2 separate regions of the Ovis aries genome follow, and region 2 is linked to region 1. The links are chromatin contacts, called in public Hi-C maps. All regions are on one chromosome and are shown on one strand. Each heading gives the region's core, a stretch centred on a gene start, on an enhancer-like site or on the middle of the called end of the contact. The rest is flanking DNA. Distances are from core to core; before and after follow the strand shown.

Region 1 (6,889 bases), core at 1,360-3,859:
CTGTTCAGTCAATGATAGTATTGTGTTGATGCTAAATTTTTTAAGTGTGATGATATTAGGAAAACATGCTTGTTCTTAGCAAGAATATCCTGAAGTATCCAGGGACAAAAGGTCATGATGTGTACAACTAAGTCTCCAATGGAAAATACACACACACACACACACACACACACACACACACACACGGAGAGCGAGAAAGTAAAGAAAGCAGTGTGTTAACAATTGGTTAAGCCTAAGTGCAGAGTGTATGGGTGTTTAATATACTGCTTTTTACAACTTCTCTAGGTTTGGAATTTTCATAATAAAATGTTGAGGGGGGAGCAGAGCTAAGAGAAGAAAAATAGCCATCACTTATCAAACAATGATTGGATTTCAAAATTTAGGTGACTCTAATATCTGATTTAATCCTCAAACCAACTCCAGAGGGAGACATTACAATCCTCATATTAAAGATATGGAAACTGAGTCCCAGAGAGACTAAAGAACTCACCCAAGTTTACAGAGCAGGGATTGAGACAGAGCCCAAAGAACGGGAGGTCTTGCAGGGGAGTGTGGCTGGGGGTCCGTCATCTAACACTTTTATTGAGCCTTTCTGTGTGCTGGCAGCGTTTTAAAATCGTCCATGTGTTTAACTCATTTCATCCTCCCTTCCTAAAAGCTTTGTGCTTTGTGATAAATCACTTCATCATTGTGGGTGGGAGGGAACAAAGGAGCACTCAAATGTATCGACAGAAGTGTTGGTTGGTGCAGTCTCCTTTGAGGGCAGTGCGCAGCATCTGTTGAAATTTAAAATTCACATTTTGTTTACATCCTGCAATTCCACTTCTAAGTGTTAAACCGTAAAGATAGTCACATATGTAGACCAAGAAATAGGTATAGAGATATTCACTGCAGCAAGGTATATAACAGCCAAAGACTGGAAATGTTCTAAATATCCATCATTAGGCATGCTAGGGAACCATTTAAAAAGTAAGGCAAATGAACAAACATCACAAAACACAAACAGAGTTATAGGTACAGAGAACAAACAGGTGGTTATCAGAGGGAGGAGACTGGGGAGAGGAAAGAAATAGGTAAGGGAGATAAAGAAGTACAAACTTCCAGTTGCAAAATAAATGAGTCATGAGTATGAAATGTACAGTGTGATGAATATAGTTAATAATTATCTAATATCTTTTTACGGTGATGTATCATAATAACCAATAGTTAGAACCGAACCTGGAACAACAGACTGGTTCAAAGTTGGAAAAGGAGTGCTTCAAGGTTGTATATTGCCACCCTGCTTATCTAACTTCTATGCAGAGTACATCATGTGAAATGCCAGGCTGGATGAAGCACAAGTGGGAATTAAGATTGCCAGGAGAAATATCAATAACCTCAGATATTCAGATGACACCATCCTAATGGCAGAAAGCGAAGAGAAACTGGAGAGCCTTTGATGAAAGTAAAAGAAGAAAATGAAAAACTTGGCTTAAAACTCAACATTCAGAAAACTAAGATCATGGGATCTGGTCCCATCACTTCATGGCATATAGATGGAGAAACAGTGGAAACAGTGACAGAGTTTTGGGGGGGGGCTCCAAAATCACTGCAGATAGTGACTGTAGCCATGAAATTAAAAGACACTTGCTCCTGGAAGAAAAATTATGACCAACCTAGACAGCCTATTAAAAAGCAGAGACAGGACTTTGCTGACAAAGGCCCATATAGTCAAAGCTATGGGCTTTTCCAGTAATCATGTATGGATATGAGAGTGGGACCATAAAGAAGGCTAAGTGCTGAAGAATTGATGCTTTTGATCTGTGGTGTTGCAGAAGACTCTTGAGAGTCCCCTGGACTGAAAGGAGATCAAACTAGTTAATTCTAAAGGAAATCAATCCTGAATATTCACTGGAAGGACTGAGGCTAAATCTGAAGCTTCAATACTTTGGCCACCTGATGTGCATAGCCAACTCATTGGAAAAGACCCTGATGCTGGGAAAGACAGAAGGCAGGAGGAGAAGGGGACAACAGAGAATGAGATGGTTGGATGGCATCATCGACTCAATGGACATGGGTTTGAGCAAGCTCTGGGAAATGGTGAAGGACAGGGAAGCCTGGTGTGCTGCAGTCCATGGAGTTGCAAAGAGTCAGACACGACTGAGTGCACACACACACACACACACACACACACAGGCATACACACACTAGGGGACAAGGGACAGGGGAGGAAGGAGACTTACTATTCATTGTTAGCCCTTCGGCATTATTAATAATTCAAATTTATACTATGTGAATGATTACCTATTCAAAGTGAGTGAACGCATGCATGAATGAGCATAAGTCTCCTTGAAAACTCCGCAGGACTTGTTTTGGGGCTTCCTTAGCAATATTTCCAGTCTTGAAGGGGACAGAGGCCAGTTACCCACAGTTTGGGGTTGATCTATTCCAATCCTCAGGAGGTATGAGTCCATGTTTAAGCTCATGAAGTCCCATTAACCCTGATGAACTTTCGCCCTTGGCCTCCTGAACTACATGAGTCAGCTTTCCACAGAGTCTGGGCTCTCAAAATTGTGCATGAGAATTACTTGGAGGCCTTATTAACTGCACAACTTTCCAGCCTAACCTCCAGACACTCAGATTCAAACGTGGGGTGCAGCCGGGGGGCACCACCACCTGGAAAGAAACTTTCAAAGCCCCTGGGGAGAAACTGGTGAGTCTGCCTCTGTTCAGAACTAGCCTGAGAGCCTGCCAGATTGGGGAAGAAAGCTGTTCTGAAACGTGGATCCTTCCCTGCAATATTCTCCGTATTCATCGTCTTTACCCCATATCCACCTAACTAAAAACTGAGTACTCCACCCCCCGCCCCCCGCAGGTAATTTAGGATTGTACTGGTGAGCGCAGGGGCTGCAAGGGTGCACGGAGAGCTGCCCGCGCCGGCGACGTCCTGTTTGCCTTTCCGGTTCCTCGGCCGGCCGGCTCCTTTAAAATAAATAATGCGTGCATGCATACATACAGACGTACGGACGCAAGCAAGTTACCCTCTAGGCTGCGGTGAGTTTTGTTTTTTCCTTCGTATTACGTATCAGAACTTTGGTCTCCCAATGGGACAGACTCTTTGAAATAAGGATTTCTGCTCCAAATATCCAGGCGTGACGGTTCCTGCAAGTCGTTCGACCAATACAGGAACCTCCTTTTGAGGGGGAACGGGGGAGGGTCTGGTCTTGCGCCCCATCCAGGGAGGGTCTCAGGCTGGTTGGGAGCTGAGGAGATGCTGGGGCGCCCCGGCCGCCCCAGGTGGCTGCTGATTCGGCCTCTGCAGAGAGCTCGGGGCTGGAGCTCGGGACACCTCTCGGCCCGCGGGACCCCACCGCCGTCCCCGCCGCCCCAGGGACGAGCCCGGCGGTGCCGAGAGGTGGGAGGCTGGAGCCTGCTGAGGTCATTTCCTGTGCCTCTCCGCGAGCCGCCCCTGGAGCCCAGCCTGGCGCTCTGCCTTTAAGGAGCGGGCGGGGAGGGGGCGCGGCGGAGTATTGAATGGGGCGCTGCGAGGTCGGCTCGGCTTTTGTGCAGCCAGCGGGCGGGCAAACCTCCCGGGCCAGCTCGGCCCGCCCCGCCCACGCCGACCCCTGCTGCCGGGGAGCGGAGACCCGGCGGCCGCGGCGGACTCCGGCGAGATCGACGCAAGGTCAGCGGCGGACGCGCGCCAGGGGCGCCCGTGTGCCAGGGGCGCCCGTGTGCCAGGTGCGCGGCGGGGACGCCCGGGATCTGGCTGGAGGTGAGCGGCCCCAGGGAGCCCCGCGGGCAGAGATGGGGGTGGGCGCGGGGGTGGGAGTGAGGGTTCGCTGGCCGGGGAGGGTGTTTGGTTAGACTGAGAGAGGATCCGCTGCCTCTGGCCCGAGGGCGATTCCGGAGCAGGTGCCTCCCTACCTGGAAACAAGCTCTTAGCAGCCAGGAGCGCTAGGAACGGAGCGTCGGGCTCCGGGAACTGGCACCGCCAGGCGAGGAGTAGCCTTCCTGGAGAGGATCCGGAGTTTGGGACCGGCTCGATCCAGTTGCTCCCGGGAAGGGCCCTCGGAGCGAACCTGCAGGCTTTCCACCGAGTTGCCTGAGCTCGAGCAGGCTCTCAAGTCCTCCTGCTTTTTTCCCGGTCTCATCTCGGGTTATTGCTTCTGTGATTCCTGGGTGGTTCCCTTAGGGTCCCGGTGGATTAGGCTTGATTTTTGGAGGCAGGTCAGCCAACCAGCAGAGAAAACCAGTCGGGTGCCAAATGACAGCAGGAACTTAGCGTCCTAGGAGCCTTAGAGAGGAATCGGTCACCGGGGCGCAGGGGGTCTTAATGGAGGTGGCAGGCGCAATGAAGACCCTCATTTGGGAGTAGATCTGCTCTGTTGGATCTGTCCCTGGTGGTTTAGTCCCTCAGTCGTGTCCGACTCTTGAGACCCCGTGGACTGCAGCCTGCCAGGCTCCTCTGTCCATAGGATTTCCCAGGCAAGAAAACTGGATTGGGTTGCCATTTCCTTCTCCGGAGGATCGTTACCCACCCAGGGATGGAACCTAAGTGTTGCGGGAAGTCTCCTGCCTCGCAGGCAGAGTCTTTACCAATTGCGCCACCAGGGAAGCTCTGGATCTGTTCCTGCCAAGAGACAAGTAAACTTTTACTATGAATACACCTCATGAAACTTCAGGACAAAGCTTTAGTTCTGGCTAACACTTATGGCTAAAGATCGTTTTAATATCAATTTCAGTGGAAAAGTTATTTGTTCCTTTCTTAAACTTTTTGGACTGTCTTCTATGCTGCAGACATTGTGTCTTGGTAACATCACTTAACTCTTTATAGAACACCACATGAAGTGTTTCTGCACATCACTATCTCGGTTTTATAAAGGAGGAAACTAGGACTCGGAAAAACAGTGACTTGCCCAAGGTCATATAACTGAAAAGCGGAGGAGGCAGGACTCAAACGGAGGCCTCTTAAACTGAATTTACATCGCTGTTCACCACCCTCCTTCTCCACAGGCTGCTGAGGGGTCCTGTTCAGAGCTGGGTTACTCATTGAAACTAACAAGTGAGCTGAGAAAATGCCTCTGGGACCCCTTCTGCCCTCTCCAGAAGCCATCAGCTATAGGAAGAAGTCACTCCGCTTGCAGAGGAATGCTCCATACTGTTCCCATCTTCTCTCCACGAGGCTGTGTGTGTGTGTATTGCTCAGTCATGTCTGACTCTTTGAGACCCCATGGACTGTAGCCTGCCAGGCTCCTCTGTCCATGGGATTCTCCTGGCAAGAATACTGAAGTGGGTTGCCAGTTCCTTCTCCGGGGGATCTGTCTGACCCAGGGATCAAACCCAGATCTCCCACATTGCAGGCAGATTCTTTACCGCCTGAGCCACCAGGCAAGCCCCATGTGAGGCTGTGTAACTACAGAACTCTGTGCTCCCTGTGGGTTGAAGAGTGCGTTCTACATGCTGGCGCTGAGGTGTCAGGATCCCCTTGCTACTGATCCAAGTGACTCCATAGCAGTCTGGCCACTGAGCCACCATCCCATGTTCTCTGACCAACCTTTCTGTCAAAAACGAATTAAAAACCTACCACCTCTGTGGGGAAATTGGTGCTTATTGCTGGCTGGAGTATCAATTAGAATAGCCTCAGGGGAAGGCAGTTGGAACTCTTTGGCCATTGCAAAATATAAATCACTCAGCAGTACAGTTCCATTTCTGAGACTTTATCCTTGAGATAAACTGAGATGTGTATGAAATAATGTCTATTCATTGAATATTCATTGTAGCACTGTTTTAGTGAAAGGTTTAAAACAATCCAAGTGGCTGCCAATTAGGGACTCAAATGAAATCATGTAATAGCCACACAAGAGAATACAATATAGCTCTTAAAAAGCTTGAGGGAGGAATGGGGCAGATATATATTATTATATATGTACATGGTTTCTCTGGTGGCGCAGTGATAAAGGATCCGCCTGCAATGCAGGAGACTCAGGAGACATGGGTTTGATCCCTGAGTCAGGAAGATCCCCTGGAGGAGGAAATGGCAGCCCACTCCAGTACTTGCTGGGAAAATCCCATGGACAGAGGAACCTGGTGGGCTGCATTCCACGGGGTTGCAAAGAGTCAGACTGAGTGAGCATGCATGCATACACACACACACATATAAGAAGCTCTCTGAGTTATAGTAAGTGCAGTGTGTATAGTGTGCAACATATATATGGACACTTGTATATGCAGAGGACATCTCAGAAAGACTCAAATCCTCCTAACAGTGGTTGCCTCTGGGGAAAACTATGCCTGGAGTTCAGGGGTGGGAAGAAGCCTTACTTTGTACCATATACTCTTTTGCTTAGTATTCAAAAACGAAGAGGTAAATAATTTTTTTATTTGGCCACACTGTACAGCATGTGGGATCTTAGTTCTCTGACCAGAGATCGAACCCATGCCCCCTGTGTTGGAAACCCAGTCTTAACCACTGGACCATCAGGGAAGTCCTGAGATAAAAGAATTTTTTAAAATCTCCTGACTTGCTCTCTGATAATGGTGGTGAGCACATCTCCAAGTATGCCCAGGGCACTGTTGGTTTGCCTTTTGTTTGTTGATAGTAGCTGTTATTTATCGAGTACTTCCTGTGTGCCAGGCTTTTGTATTATAATACGTCCTTTGATTCTCAAAAAAATCCCAACGTAGTGTGGCCTATGAAATTGCCATTTTTGAAAGTCAAAAAATGGTTAAGTGTTGACAGTTTCACATGGTTCGACCTAATATTATTGTGCTCCTTTCAAATATTATTCCCTTCAATTTCAAATAGGTTCAGAGAAGTCAAGCAGATGGTTGAAGGTCACGGTTCGTTCTTGAGTCAGTATTCAAACCCGGGTCTGTTTGGTGCCAAACCTCAGGATCTTAAGTACTA
Region 2 (7,213 bases), core at 1,000-3,499, 38 kb after region 1:
CCTCCTCTTATTCACTGCTCTCTTGTAAATCCAGATGCTTTGGAGTCCTAAAGCAGAGGTGGGCAGTCAGGGAGCATTTGGCAAGAGGGCCCAGCTCCTTCCATCCGTGAGACAGGATCACTCTTGTCACTTTAGGGAACCATAATGGCCATAAAACCCAACGTCTGTTCTTGGGTGGGACCAGCTGGGCAGTAACCACAGGGGAAAAATTGAGACTGAAAATTGGGAGAAGGCCGTTTCTTAATCTGAGGGAGTCAGATGGACTTATTTGCTGATTTAGAGTTCCTTTTTCTGATAGTCTGTAAAATAACCTTGTGAGTTAGCCATTGTGTGCTATGTGCTCAGTTGGTTCAGTCGTGTCCCACTCTTTGCCACCCCATGGACTGTAGCCCACCAGGCTCCTCTGTCCATGGGATTCTCCAGGCAGTAATACTGGAGTGGGTTGCTATCTGCTTCTCCAGGTGATCTTCCTGACCCAGGAATCAAACCCACGTCTTCTGTGTCTCCTGCATTGGCAGGCGGGTTCTTTACCACTAGTGCCATCTGGGAAGTCTGAGTTAGATATCAGGTAACCTTCTGTGAAACACTCTTGCATTTGTTTAACCTAAATCCCACAAGTTTCACTTTCTGTCTGTGAAGTCAGAGGCCTATCTGTAGTTGAATTCCACAACCACTACTGGCAGGAATAATCTTTTTTAGCCCTGATTTTACCACTTGGACCCAATTTATCTGCCCTACATAAGCAGAGAATTCCCTGCCCCAGCCCAGTGCCACCCCCGCCCCGTAATCCCTTCTTGCTGCCCATCACTTCCCTTCCCTTGCTTGCAGGCACCGCAGGCTCTCATCCCAGCCCTTGCCAGCCCATTCCTCCCTCCTGCATGTGCCCCAGCACTGCCACTCCTCTCTGGAGTGGCCTTGATGTAGCATCCGTCCCGCTTCCCACCCCAACCCCAAGAACCAGGCCAACAACTTTCCCAGTCCCTGTGCCTCACATGTCACCTGAAGGGGCCTTTGTTTTCCCTTTACCTTGAGTGGAAAAGAGATATGGAAAAGGATAAGTGGGACTTCTGGGTTGTTTGGGAGGGATCTGGACCCTAAGGAAAGCTCCCCAGGCCTGTAGGCCTGCTTCAGAAGCAGGGAACCCTGAGGGGCAAGGGAAGAGTTGGGGTGGGCATTCCTGTTGTCTTCTGTACCATGATTTGACATTGTTGCTGTAGGGAAAAAAGATGTCTCAGTTTTCTAACTGGCTTACAAAAGGGCACGTCCTTGCCCTGGGACTCTCACCTCCTCATTGTCAGTGCCCCCACTTCTAGAGTGCTAAGATGCAGAGAAGCAGGTCCTGGTCCCCTCTCCTCCTGAACTTCTTGCCCCAAGGGGAAGGGCCGAGCGAGGGAGGGAATAAATATCACCTGATGGGCCCTGGCTGTATTCTAGGTATTAGATGTTTTTGTTGATAATTTTATCTGATTGTCACAACAGCCTGAAAGGTATTATTTATTACGCCCATTTTGGTTGGTTGGTTTTAGTCACTAAATCGTGTCCAACTCTTGTGACCCCATGGACCATAGCCCGCCAGGCTCCTCTGTTCATAGGGATTTCCCAGGCAAGAATACTGGAGTGGGTTGCCATTTCCTTCTCCAGGGAGTCTTCTTGACCCAGGGATCGAACCTGGGTCTCCTGCATTGCAGGCAGATTCTTTACCAACTGAGCCACCAGGGAAGCCCACATTTAGAGCCGAGGAAAGTGAGGTCCAGAAATGATGTTAACTTGCCCCAGATCCCCCCACCCCTACCCTTGGAGGCTAAGCGTGAATGTGGACCCAGGTCTGCCCGCCTCCAAAGGCAAGGGCCGGGATGGGCACAGGAGTGGGTGGGGTGCGGGGCCCCTGACCCCCTGCCACCGCCGTGTTCCAGGAGAGCCGGATCTACGCTGTGGCCACGTCCGGCATGCGGCTGTCTGAAGTGCCTGTCAGAAGTAATGCCACCAGCTGCGGTGAGTCCCAAGTGGCTCCTGTGGCGGGCAGGGTGGGCATACGCGGAGAGGACTCTGAACTACGCCCAGGCCAGGTCACCTGCAGCCCATTCCTTCCCACAACAGGTGAGGTTCAGGTGAAAGCATGTGGCCAGGGCTCCCTTGGAGGGAGAAGGAAGCTGCAGGGTTCTGCTCTTCAAGTGTAGGGTGGGAGTGGGCGTGAACGGAGTTGTAGCCAATTACAGAGATGGAAGGGGTTTTGGAGGCGGGGCCTCCAGCAGCCATCCACCTGCGCTGGCCTTCCCTGCCGCAGTGCAGGGACTGTGGGCGGAAGGAGCCGCCTTCCTTGCTGTGTGTGGCTCCGGAGTCACCCGCCACAGCGACCCCACAGTGATGCGAGCGCCGCGTAGTCACATGGCGTGTAACTCACCTTGGCAAGAGTGGGACTGAGGAAGACCTTGGCCCTCATCCTGCTATCTGTCACCGGTCTTTCCGGTCTGTCTAGAGTGCTGTTTGTTTCAGGGAATGCTGTCTATGCGGCTCTCTCTCCTCCTGACGCCGCTCAGGTCTCTGCCTCCCTCCCACCCCTTCCTGGGTTATGTCACCGGAGTGAATCTCATTCCTCTCTCCTGCCCCTCCAGCTTCAAGCCCTCCTGCCCTGGCATCACCTGGGCCATTCTCTGGCCTTGTCTACAAGAATGTCACCGTGCCTGTCTACACAGCCCTGAAGGGGGTAAGAAGCCGCTGTTGGAAGAGGGATTGTCCTCCTCCAGAAAGGCCTTCCCTTCACCTCCTGACCACCACCCATATCTGCAGGGGGTGGCTGGAGTCAAGCTCTAGGGTCAGGCCTCTGAACACACATGTAACTCTGGGCAGGCAGCTCAGTGCCTGCTCCACTCCCCCACCCCCACCATATATCATTTTATTTATCTTTCTTAGATTTTTTAAAACCTATTTTTAATTTTTCTTCCAATTTTATTGAGGTAATGGAAACCTAATAAAGGTATTGCTGTGCACCAGGAACTCATATAATATAGTGTTGTAGGTCAATTATACTTCAAAAACAAACTCATAGTAAAAAAGAGATCAGACTTGTGGTTACTCAAGTGGGGGAATTGGATGAAGGTGATCAAAGGTATAAACTTCTAGTTATAAGAACTAAGTATGTAATGCACAATATGATAAATATAATTTACAGTGTTATATGCTAATACACAAAAGAGTAAATCCCAAGAGTCATTTATCACAAGGGAAAGGTTTTTTTTCTGTTTCTTAAATTTTATATCTATATGAGATAATGGATGTTTTTTAAGCTTATTGTTGTAACCATTTCATGATGTATGTAAGTCAAACTATTATGCTACACACCTTCATCCAGTTCCCCTACAACACTATATGAGTTCCTGGTGCACAGAAATATCTTTATTAGGTTTTTATTAGAAAAATTCTACATTTACGAAAGTGTGAATCATTATGATGGAGGGCAAAGTAAAAAGTTAGAGGTTAACCCAATGCCTGCTCCACCTCTTCTCATCTTTTCACACATCTGTCCCAGAGACCAGTGGGATATTCCATCCTGAACTTTTTATGTGTTCAAACATGTATTCCCATATATACTCCCATAACTTTTCTACATTAAAAAAAAAAAAAACATTTATTTATTTGGCTGCCTCGGGTCTTAGTTACAGCACATGGAATTTTTGCTGCATCGTGTGGCAGCTTTCATTGTGGCACGTAGACTCAGTTACTCCACAGCAAGTGGAATCTTAGTTCCCTGACCAGGGATCAAACTCACATCACCTGCATTGTAAGATGGATTCTTAACCACTGGCCCATCAGGGAAGTCCTTCTCTCTATATATATTTTTAACAAAAATCAGATATTGCTGCAACATGATGTTTTCATATACTTTTTGGTCTGCTTTTGTTACTGTTTTCTGAGATCATAACAGTAGTACTTTGTAAAACTTGTTTGTAGAAGGATAAAAAGCCCAAAGTGAAATTTCCTCTTACATTGCTTTTCCCTTATTCCTAACCCTAGAGGCAACTATCACTGATGGTTTGGTGTTTATTCTGTAATGCCCTCTGACACATTTACAAATTTTCTGTCCCTCTCTTAGATGCACACACACAGAGGATGACATCGTACATGTCAGTCTGCCTGTTGCTTTTGCACCCAGCCACGTGTCAGGTCTCCCGGCCCCGCCTCCACAGGCAGCACAGCTCTGCCTCCCTTTTTAGGGCTGTCCAATATCCCTGGTATAGATGCCCCATAATGACTTTAACTTGTCCTTTCCTGATTCACAGTGTGGGTCATCTCTATCTTTCTCTAAAATCAATGTTGGCGATTAACATCATCTTGCAGATACTTCTCTGTGCCCTTATATATACATATTTCTGTAGGACCTAGTTCTAGAGGTGGAATTTATGGGTAGATAATATGTATGTTTTAAATTTTGAGAGGTAGTGCCAAATAACCTTCTAAAAAGATTTTATCACACTATAGAGAGTATCCTTTTCCGCACAGTTGCCCCAACATTGAAGTAATTGGTCTTTTAAATTTTTTACCATGATCTCTGGATTTGTCATCCCCACCCACTTTTAAAGCTCCGGTCTCACCTTTGGCCATTGGTGTGGTGTTCTGGCCCCCTAGTGGCAGGGAGCAAGGGTCCCAGCGGCCAGGTGTTCAGCCCCAGTGGAGCAGCTCCCCTGGGGATCACGTGGTGTGTGGGGGAGAGAGAAGCATGGAGGTGAGGATGCAGGGGCAAGGTGATCAGGTCGGGAGGGGACAGTTGTCTTTTGGGTGTCCCAGCTGGATGGAGGCGTCCCCATGCGCTAGACAGGCTGTGTTGGCCACACCCGGGGCACATGGAGCTGGAGTGAAAGTGCAGGTGGGTGGGGGCTTGCTTTGCGGCAGGAGCTGCAGTGGGAAGGGGGCCTGTCTTGCAGAAAGCCACGCAGATCAGCACAGTGCCCTTTGTGGATGAGTCCTCTGGGTCCGATGATGACTGCAGCTCCCAGGCGAGCTTCCGAACTTCAGTCCCCTGCTCTGAGTCCAGGAAGACCAGTGGACTGGGCAGCCCCCGGGCCATCAAGAGAGGTAGGGAGGAGGGGGGTGGGAGGGGTATGAAACAATGGCGGGCATGTCCTCTCCTCCCATGGGGGGTCCTACTTGAGGGTCCTTGGTGGGTGAGGAAGGCCCTGCAGTTCCTGGGCTGGGCTAGCCGGGAGGGTGTGGACCCAGGCCTGGACTCCTCTTCCCTTGGACAGGCGTCTCCATGTCCTCACTGAGCTCCGAGGGTGACTACGCCATTCCCCCAGATGCCTGCTCCTTGGACAGTGACTACTCTGAGCCTGAGCACAAACTGCAGCGCACCTCATCCTATTCCACCGACGGGCTGGGCCCAGGCGGGGTGAGCTGGGAGCTGTGCTCCCACCCCACGGGGCCGAGGCAGGGCTGGGTGGGAGCGGACCGCCAGCACGAGACCCAGGCAGCAGCTGTGGGGTCCCTGGGACTGGCAAAGGGACAGCGAGGCCTGGGGGCTGCCACTGATGATGTGAGGCCTTGGGGAGTAGGCGGGGGTATGCAGTTAGGAGGTCAGGTGCACTCAGACCCCATCACTATAGCCCAGGGGGCCCAGTGGGGCAGGAGGAGTTTACACATGTTGCCTCTTTAGCACCACGCTGACCGGGGATGCTGAGCGCTAACAATGTATTTATTGAGTGCTTAGTGTGCCGGGCACCGTGCTCAGGGCTTTGCATGCAGTGTCTCATTTGTCCTCACGGTCGTCTCAGGCTTATTACCCCAGCTCGAGGATGAGAAGCCTGAGCCTCAGGTGTGCTGCTGTGCTCCAGAGCCGGCAGTGAATCCAGGTGGCTCGTCCCCCAGCCCTCGCTCCACACTGCTGTGCTGCCCTGGCTTGTCTTTCCCTTTCCACTCTCCTCCCCCACTCAGCTCATGTTCCCCAAACTTCTCCCACTCTTCCTTGCTGCCTGGAATGGCCTCCTTCCTCCTCTGGGCTCATCTCGAAGGAAAGGCTGATTTCCTTCCAAGGCTGGTTCAGGTCTGGCTCCTGCTGGAAGCCTCACCTGGCCAGCCTCTCGCTTGTACGGCCGCTGACCCACCACCTCTTCACGGTCATGTGTTGTCTCCCCTGCCAGCAGGACCACCCATGCTTTATGACTCCTCTCTGCACTCTTAGCCGGGCAGTTCCTTGAAAACACACGTTGTTGTTGTTGTAGTCGCTAAGTCATGTCCGACACACACAGTAGATACTCAATAATTTGTTTTAATTGATGACAAAGCAGTGATTCTGCTGGGCCCTTTTGGCCTGTGTGATGTCCAGGAACCCCAGTGATTTTTCCCTTTCTCGCCCTGCACCCCTCCACTCCTGCAGGAGTCACTGGAGAAGTCGGGCTACTTGCTGAAAATGGGGAGCCGGGTGAAGACGTGGAAGAGGCGCTGGTTTGTGCTGAGACAGGGACAGATCATGTACTACAAGTCTCCGGTGAGACCTTCCTTCCCTGGACAGTAGGCAAAAGGACCCACCCCAGCCCCAGAACTGCATGAGGGGCTGGAAGCCGGGCAGAGGGCGAAAGTCTGGCAGGTGGAAGAGGCAGCCTGAGCAGGTTCCTGAGGCTCTGAGCCCCACATGGGACCAGGAGTGAAATCAAGCCCTGAGCAGTCAAGGGCACTTCTAGACCGCTTGGCTTGGTGATTTCTTTTTCCTTCGGAAGCCGAGTTCTTCTTATGCCTGGTCCTGTAAATGAACTATTCCTAGGCTGCCCTCATGTGATCTGGGCTGCTCTAACAGGGAAGCTTGTTACCTCCTCCATCTCCTTCCAACGCTGTTTGGAATTAGGGAGCCTTAGGATCCTGGGACCTAGGAGAAGGCAATGGCACCCCACTCCAGTACTCTTGCCTGGAAATCCCATGGACGGAGGAGCGTGGTGGGCTGCAGTCCATGGGGTGGCTAAGAGTCGGACACGACTGAGAGACTTCACTTTCACTTTTCACTTTCATGCATTGGAGAAGGAAATGGCAACCCACTCCAGTGTTCTTGCCTGGAGAATCCCAAGGACGGGGGAGCCTCATGGGCTGCCATCTATGGGATCACACAGAGTCAGACACGACTGAAGCAACTTAGCAGCAGCAGCAGCAGGATCCTGGGACCTAGTTTGGCAGGATCTCCCTGGAGGACCAATGTTAATGTTTTTTTTCTATTTTTTTATTTTTTAATTTT

What was found. A called contact is a pair of places that touch in the nucleus more often than the background predicts.
Region 2: a contact with region 1 is called in a Hi-C map of mixed tissues, with 2.0 times the contacts expected there. The contact joins the enhancer-like site here to the promoter of PLEKHH1 in region 1. A contact is called at or near these places in 5 of 16 Hi-C or Micro-C datasets (liver, mixed tissues, muscle and 1 more).

What each region holds. Positions count from the first base shown.
Region 1 is chr7:77,471,327-77,478,215 of ARS-UI_Ramb_v3.0, forward strand. It overlaps PLEKHH1 (pleckstrin homology, MyTH4 and FERM domain containing H1), which reads left to right and starts at 2,610. Exons shown (of 30, transcript XM_060418192.1): 1 at 2,610-2,692; 2 at 2,855-3,033.
Region 2 is chr7:77,509,207-77,516,419 of ARS-UI_Ramb_v3.0, forward strand. PLEKHH1 (pleckstrin homology, MyTH4 and FERM domain containing H1) reads left to right here. Exons shown (of 30, transcript XM_060418192.1): 9 at 1,914-2,097; 10 at 2,613-2,704; 11 at 4,920-5,070; 12 at 5,241-5,383; 13 at 6,368-6,478. Among named protein-coding and RNA genes, the nearest start is that of PIGH, 26 kb to the right of the region's middle. Within about 2 kb of position 2,250, at least 12 of the 54 cell types and tissues checked have an H3K27ac peak or open chromatin away from gene starts, as enhancers often do.